Linked DNA regions of Zea mays: region 1 is linked to region 2. The links are chromatin contacts, called in public Hi-C maps. All regions are on one chromosome and are shown on one strand. Each heading gives the region's core, a stretch centred on a gene start, on an enhancer-like site or on the middle of the called end of the contact. The rest is flanking DNA. Distances are from core to core; before and after follow the strand shown.

What was found. Hi-C and Micro-C count contacts between places; a contact is called where the count stands out from the background.
Region 1: a Hi-C map of ear shows a contact between it and region 2, with 3 times the contacts expected there. The contact joins the promoter of LOC100194375 here to the promoter of LOC103643739 in region 2. A contact is called at or near these places in 2 of 25 Hi-C or Micro-C datasets (ear and tassel).

The regions. Positions count from the first base shown.
Region 1 is chr1:261,719,091-261,722,583 of Zm-B73-REFERENCE-NAM-5.0, reverse strand. LOC100194375 reads right to left here and starts at 1,833. Exons shown (of 13, transcript NM_001139410.1): 1 at 1,662-1,833; 2 at 1,459-1,554; 3 at 1,278-1,355. The coding sequence starts at 1,727.
Region 2 is chr1:261,560,867-261,564,493 of Zm-B73-REFERENCE-NAM-5.0, reverse strand. LOC103643739 (protein ENDOSPERM DEFECTIVE 1) reads right to left here and starts at 1,475. Exons shown (of 6, transcript XM_008666914.3): 1 at 904-1,475; 2 at 675-794. The coding sequence starts at 1,356.

The DNA.
Region 1 (3,493 bases), core at 584-3,083, 160 kb before region 2:
AAAGGCATGCTCACGAGAAATTTAAAGTTTAATGGAGTTATGTTTGGATTGACATATAGGGCATGTTTGGTTTGCTGCCTAACTTTTCTGCATAAGGTTAGTTCTTCAATTCGGACGACTAACCTTAGGCAAAATGTGACACAGTTAGGCACGAACCAAACAGGCCCATAGTCCGCAAGCTTCACATTCTCACTTCATCGAAGTGTTCAAAAAACAACGAAGATTACATTCAAACATTGCTAACAACAACAAAGCCTTTTAGTCCCAAGCAAGTAGGGGTAAGCAAGAGTTAAACCCCAACAAAACCCACAAGTCAAGGTTTGGGCACATGGATAGCCATTTTCCCCGCACTCCTATTCAAGGCTAAATCTTTGGGTACATTCCATTCTTTCCCATGTCAACTTTGGGTATATTGTTTTGGTACATTCAAACATTGGTAAAAATAATATAAATCATGTAAAAATCAAACTAGTAGCCAGCTTAACTCCAACTTTAAACACAATAAAGAGCAAAAATGGGAGATCACAGTTAGAATATACTCTTGTTTCAATAACAATTTACAACCATGAAATGGTACTGAGCTATAGAGGGAACATACTTGAAATCAAATTTTTATTTAGAACTAAAGGATTTGTTTATGTTATGCTACATTCATAAATCATAAATAAATTAGCATATGTGTCATAGAAGGCATTCGATTCAAAACTCGGTGAGTGATTGGCTGCTGCCTAGTGCCTCATCTCCACTTAGGTGGCTAACTAGCATGAAAGGAAGTTGTAGCAAGAAAAAAGTATAGGAGCACGCTCAAAAAGGTCAGTAGGGGAGGCCAAGCAACACCTAAGTGGCAGCCTCTCAAACACTGATTAGCCTTCAATAGTCGTAATATCAGCACCTCAACAACTCAGACAAACAGGTATCAGGTATGATAGCATATCCACTCTTCAAGATCAGTTTGTTTAAATGAAAATCCACTCGACACGAGAATTTTTTCCACAAAAAATCATGAAGTCCCAATAACAATGCTAGTAGATGGATGTCTAATTGCCTAGTCAAACTAACTCAAAATCCACATGAACGAGAATCTAATCTAAGAACTAAAACATTCACCTAATATCTACTTCTAAAGGTTTGTTTGGTTCTGTCATCCAACTAATTTATCTGCATGCATCCTTAAAACAAAGGTATATGCTTGTACGATCTTCTCAGCTCCAATTTCATATCACTCTTAGCACTAACACAAAGGCAATTTTCCAAGTAACAGTCAGAACCAAACTCACCTCCACTCGAAGCCGATCCAGGTACGCACTGGATACCCAAGCGTCGACAAGCTGCGCTGCCTCCTGCCCCTCAACCACCTGCATCACACCGCATCAGCTAAACAATATCCTGCTCGTGCCTTGGGAAGTTGGGGCCACAGCCCTGATAGGAGGAAGAGAAGCAGAAGAGCGATGAGCTCACCACGATGAGGTCCTTGAGGTCGCTGGCCTCAAGGAGGTCCAGCGCGTAAGAGAGTACGGGGCGATTGGCGACCGGGAGCAACGCCTTGGGAACGTCCTGCGCAGCGACGAGGAGGAAGCTTAGGTACAGGACTACATGTTAAGACGCGGGACAAGCAAGGGGTGAGGTGAGATTTGGGGGGGGGGGGGGGGGGGGGGTACCACCTTGGAAACGAGGGGCGAGAGTTTCTCGGAGGTGCCTCCGGCGAGGACGACGACCTGGAAGTCCATCTCCGGAGAGGATGAGGCGAAGTCACGCGCGGTGGCGGCCTGGCAGGCGGCGGGGAGCGTCTCAAGCGTCGGCCGTGGCGTGGCAGCGCCGATGCCCGATGGGGACTTGGGGAGTACCGGACTGGGAGAGGGGGGGACTCTGCAGGCTTTAGGGCTCCAATTGCCAAACTGGGCCTTTTCCTTACCGTCGGACCGGGCTTTCCTACGATGCAACGAACTTGGCCATTGGCGCCATTGGGGCTACGTTGTAAGGCCCTGTTTGTTAGAGGGATTAATCTTTAATTCTTGGTTTTTAGTTTCGTTTAGTCTCTATTTTATCAAACGAAAGGACTAAAATAGAGACTAACTGATTTTAGTCTCTAGTCCGTCACATAGATGCTAAAAGGGACTAAATGGAAACATTTACTCCAATTGCTTTTGCCTAAAAAATGGTGTGAAACAAGAAAAGATGTATTTTGGTTTCTATGTGTTGTATTTAATGTATTTAGAATTTATTTAGTCCCTACAACCAAACAGAGTAGGTACTAAAGTTTAGTCTCTGGATTAAACTTTAGTCCTAAGACTAATGGAACCAAACGGGACCTAAACCTGCCTCCAATCTTATATTTATCCCCTTTCATATTCTTTATTTTAAACTTCACTCTACAAATAGATTATTTGCTAAGTTTGTATATATGTACTAGGTATGTGTCAATGTGTTTCTATATAAGTTAAAAATAGTATAAAACATAAATACGGAACGATAAACTGATATAAAGTCTGTATAGCAAAATATATCAGTCTTTACTTGAAAGCACTCCTTTCCTCTATGGATTAGTAATGAGAAAGCATGTAGTCGTGCTGGCTGCAATTAAGAGTGAATGCGAAGTTAGGTGTGTTGTACGGATTGATGTGTATTCTAATTTGTAAGTGTGGAGGTGTGGCAGCGGCGGATGAAGTTCTTGATGCCATGTCCATGAGGGATGTGTTTGCTTGGAACTCCATGATCTGCGGTCTTGCTACCCATGGATTGGGGCATGTCGCAGTCCAGCTCTTTGAGAAGTTTGTCAATGAGGGGTTCTGCCTGACAAGCATCACATTTGTGAGGTGCTGAATGCCAGCGCCGTACTAGCCTTGTTGATGAAGGGCGACGATATTTCAAGCTGATGGCAGAGAAATATGGCATTGAGTCAGAGATGGAGAATTACGGATGCAAGGTTGATCTTCTAAGTCATGCTGGTCTTGTTCAGGTTGCTGTTGAATTGATCGAAGGGATGAGCACCCCACCTGACCTAGTTTTCTGGGGTACAATACTGTCAGCTTGCAAGAGACATGGCCTTGTAGACTTGAGTGTTACTGTTGGTAATAAGCTAATTGAATTGGATCCAACTCATGATGGATACTATGTTCTCCTTGTAGTATCATCATTGCAAAGATACAAAAATCATGAAAAGGATTAAATAGCATAATAGAAATATCTAAGATTAGAGCCAAAACTTTATCCATTCGTTTTGTCCAGTTCCCTCTAACTACTATATGATAATGTTGAATTTTTTGGTTTTGTTTTTTATTTTTCAAACTAAATTATATGCCACATATATTTATATAACATATTGTCACACCCATTTCCGAGGGCAGAGCCGGGTGCATAGCATATGTGTGCCAGGATCTATTTCCACACATATGTTGACGTCACAAGTGTAATATATCAAAATAACAATGCATAAGAGCGTAAATAACGATTATATTAACATATTACACTTCAAACAGACATAATGTCTTAACCT
Region 2 (3,627 bases), core at 226-2,725:
GTTCCGTATCGGCCAAGTTCCTATAAATGCTGATATAGATAATAAAGTGCGACTTTCGATAGAATAGAATAAAAAAAACAAGGGAGAAACTATAAAATTTTGTTCATTCTTGCTTTATCTCACAAGCGCATAAGGTATAAGAAAACAAGTTCAACATCTAACCATCTTGATCCCAAAGAATCAAGTAAACCAAAGCCCTGCCAACCAAAAAGCAAATATCAACATATTATCTCCTCAGCAAACCCTCTAGCTATGTTCCTGGTGTGCAAGGCCCACAGTGTGCTTGCCTCATGTGCAACTGCTGATCCAAACCACAACAATTTTACTTACGATCCTTGAATTTGGAGAAAGTAAGGTGTTACATGACTTGAGGAAGCTGTGATTAACTAGGGATATGACTATATGAGTGCATGCTGTCCCTCTAGACTCAACAAAAAATGATTTAAAGTTCTCAGTAATATTAGTTGGTTTGGATCACATTTATGCTAAGCATGGATTTTAAAGTTTAAACCATATGTTCTAGACAAACGTGTGTGACTAACTCTGTATTCTGAAAAACAAAAGTCCATTGCATGTCTTCTCCTCCATGATGAGGTAAATCAAAATACTTCCAGGTTTTGAACAAGCATGTGGGTTTTTTCAAAAAAAAACATATGAACACAACACTGTCATACCTGACTATCAACAACAAAGTGCACCTTCTCCATCCTCTTTAGACACTCCAGTTCAGCCTTCTTTTGTGCAACATATTTCTGCATATTAGCAATCCTCTCCGAGAGTCCATATATTGTTTTCTGTATATATATCAAATGACAAATAAAATGACATGATCACTGCAACTCGACCTTGCAATAAAAGTGAAATAGTGAAAGCGGAACTAGTTAGATATTAAATAGTTCAAACCTCAGCAACATCTTTCTTGGCTATCGCCGCAGCCTCTGCATGGGCATTCAAAAATCTATACTGCATGTAGCAATTGTCCAGAATCCGCAACCTGTGCACATCCTCCTGCTTCCCCGCATCTTTGCTACCTCCCATCGCCGCCGCTGCTCCCTTCTTAGCCAGTACCTTCTTCCGTGCAGGCACAGGCACCGGCGCCGGCTTCACTGCAGCTGGTGGTGGTGTTTTTGCTTGACGATCTGGCAGCGCCGAGGCTAGGGCCTGAAAGCAGAATGGGTTTGGCGGTCTGCCGGGCCCCTCTGTTGTCCTTGTCCATGGCGGTGATGTCCTAAGCTCAGGGAACGGGACGTGTCGAGGGCAGGAAGCTGCTGGCCGGGAGTCGATGGCTGCGGCCGAGGTCTCATGCGAAGCGCTATAGATGGTGAAGCTGGTGCGCACTCGTGTCGATGGCCGCATACAGCCCCTAGGGTGTTCGTGCGCCGTCGTGGTGGTGTTAGAAGAGGCTCTGGACGACGGGCAGAGGATTCGCCTCGGTCTCGGACTGGGGGTGGCGGCGAAGGTGTTAGGATTTATGGGCTTGGCCCAATTAAGTTATTCAAATAAATCCCAGGAAAATCTCAAAAGCCCATATAAGTGGATGGCAAAGGGATAGGTGGAACCAATAGCACCATATTGCTAGCTCTTGTGGAGTAGAGCTAACTTAAATATGGAAGCCACACTCACTCACCAAGTCATGGATGAGAGGAGAGAGTGTGGAGAGCCACACGCGCGCGCGCGCTCGCTCGCCTGGCCGGGCCGGGGCGGGGCGAAGGGCGCGGGCGCACGACATGCGCGTGAATGGTCCGCCGAAATCCGGCCCCTCGCCTTGCGGGGGCGCGGCTACCTTTTGCCGTTTGATTTTTTGGTTTCTTGGCTGTTACGTTTATCCTAACCGATCGCTACAAAATCTCAACTGATTGCGAGATTTTCGTGGGTGGATAAGCACGGGGGTCGCGGACTCGGCCCTATAAAAGGAGCCCGGCAGCCAGCCTCCAATTCATCCCCAGATCCCAGTTCGCTTTCGCCTCTCTTCATAGCTGAGCCACCTTTTAGTTCCCTTCGTCCCGACCGCAGAGGTGCATCTGCGATCAGGAGAGCAGGTCTCCGGAACCCTTCGTCTTCTAGATCCTGCACCGGGAGAGGGCGAATAAGGTTTTTGGGAAGCGTCTTCACGCGACTGCTCGTGATCTTCTGACATCGTCGACCCAGCTGATCCTGGCGCGCGCCAACAATCAGTAAGTCTAATCAGTACGCATCATCTGATTTGGCTTTTGTTTCAGTTCTTCTGATTTGGTCATGATTTATATTCGGAATTTAATTTGGAATTTGTCTAATTATTCAACAATCCAAAAACCTTATTGTAGATAATTTCCTAGTTTTTCTATGGCTGCTTTTGCCGACGCGCTGAAGCCAGAAAAGTTTAATGGTATGCACTTTAAGAGATGGCAAGTCAAGGCCACGCTCTGGCTTACTGCTATGAATGTCTTCCATGTTAGTAAAGGCAGACCTGAGGGTCCACTGACTCCTGAACAGGAGAAAGAGTACGACCATGCCAATACTATGTTCACGGGAGCCGTTCTTAGCGCCCTTGTTGACCGTCTGGTTGATGCGAATATGCAGTACACAGACGGGAAACAGTTGTGGGATGCACTTACTACTAAGTATGGTGCATCAGATGCTGGCAGTGACCTGTATATCATGGAGAGCTTTCATGATTATAAGATGGTTGATAATCGCTCTATTGTAGAGCAAGCTCATGAAATACAGTGTATAGCCAAGGAGCTCGACCACCTTAAGATAGTCCTTCCTGACCGATTTGTGGCCGGATGCATTATTGCAAAGTTGCCTTCTACATGGAGGAACTTCGCCACAGCTCTGAAACATAAGAGACAGGAGATATCAGTTGAAAATCTGATAGCGTCTCTGGATGTTGAGGAGAAAGCTCGGGCTAAGGACACGGGATCTAAAGGAGGCGAGGGCCACTCCAGCGCCAACATGGTTCAGAAGAACCACAACAAGGGCAAAGGAAAGCCAAAATCTAACAAGCCCAACAAAACTACCAACTTCAAGAAGAAGAAGAACAAGGCTGAATTGACATGTTTCGCATGTGGCGAGGCGGGTCATTTTGCCAAGGATTGTCCCGATCGAGCGGATCGCCGTGGCAAAAAGGGCAATGTCAACACAGTGGTCGCTAGCAATGAGGAAGACAAAGGGTATGGTAATTTACCTTTCATCTTCTCAGTATTTCAATCACCTAGCTGGTGGCTTGATACTGGTGCTAATGTTCATGTGTGTTCTGACATCAACTTGTTCTCTTCTTATCAGGGCGCCCGGGATTCTTCCGTGCTAATGGGGAATGGGTCACATGCTTCTGTTCATGGCACTGGCACGGTGGATCTGAAGTTTACTTCGGGAAAGATCGTGCAGCTGAAGAACGTGCATCATGTCCCTTCTATACACAAGAATCTCGTTAGCGGAACCCTTCTATGTAGAGATGGGTTCAAGGTAGTTTTAGAGTCCAATAAATTAGTTGTGTCCAAGTCTGGACAATTTATTGGTAAAGGCTATGATTGCGGAGGCTTGTTCCGCTTTTCTTTGTTAGATTTCAATAATAAGTCTGTGAACCATATTTGTGCTAATGTTGATGATCTTGCGAGTATTTGGCATTCTCGTTTGTGTCATATTAAT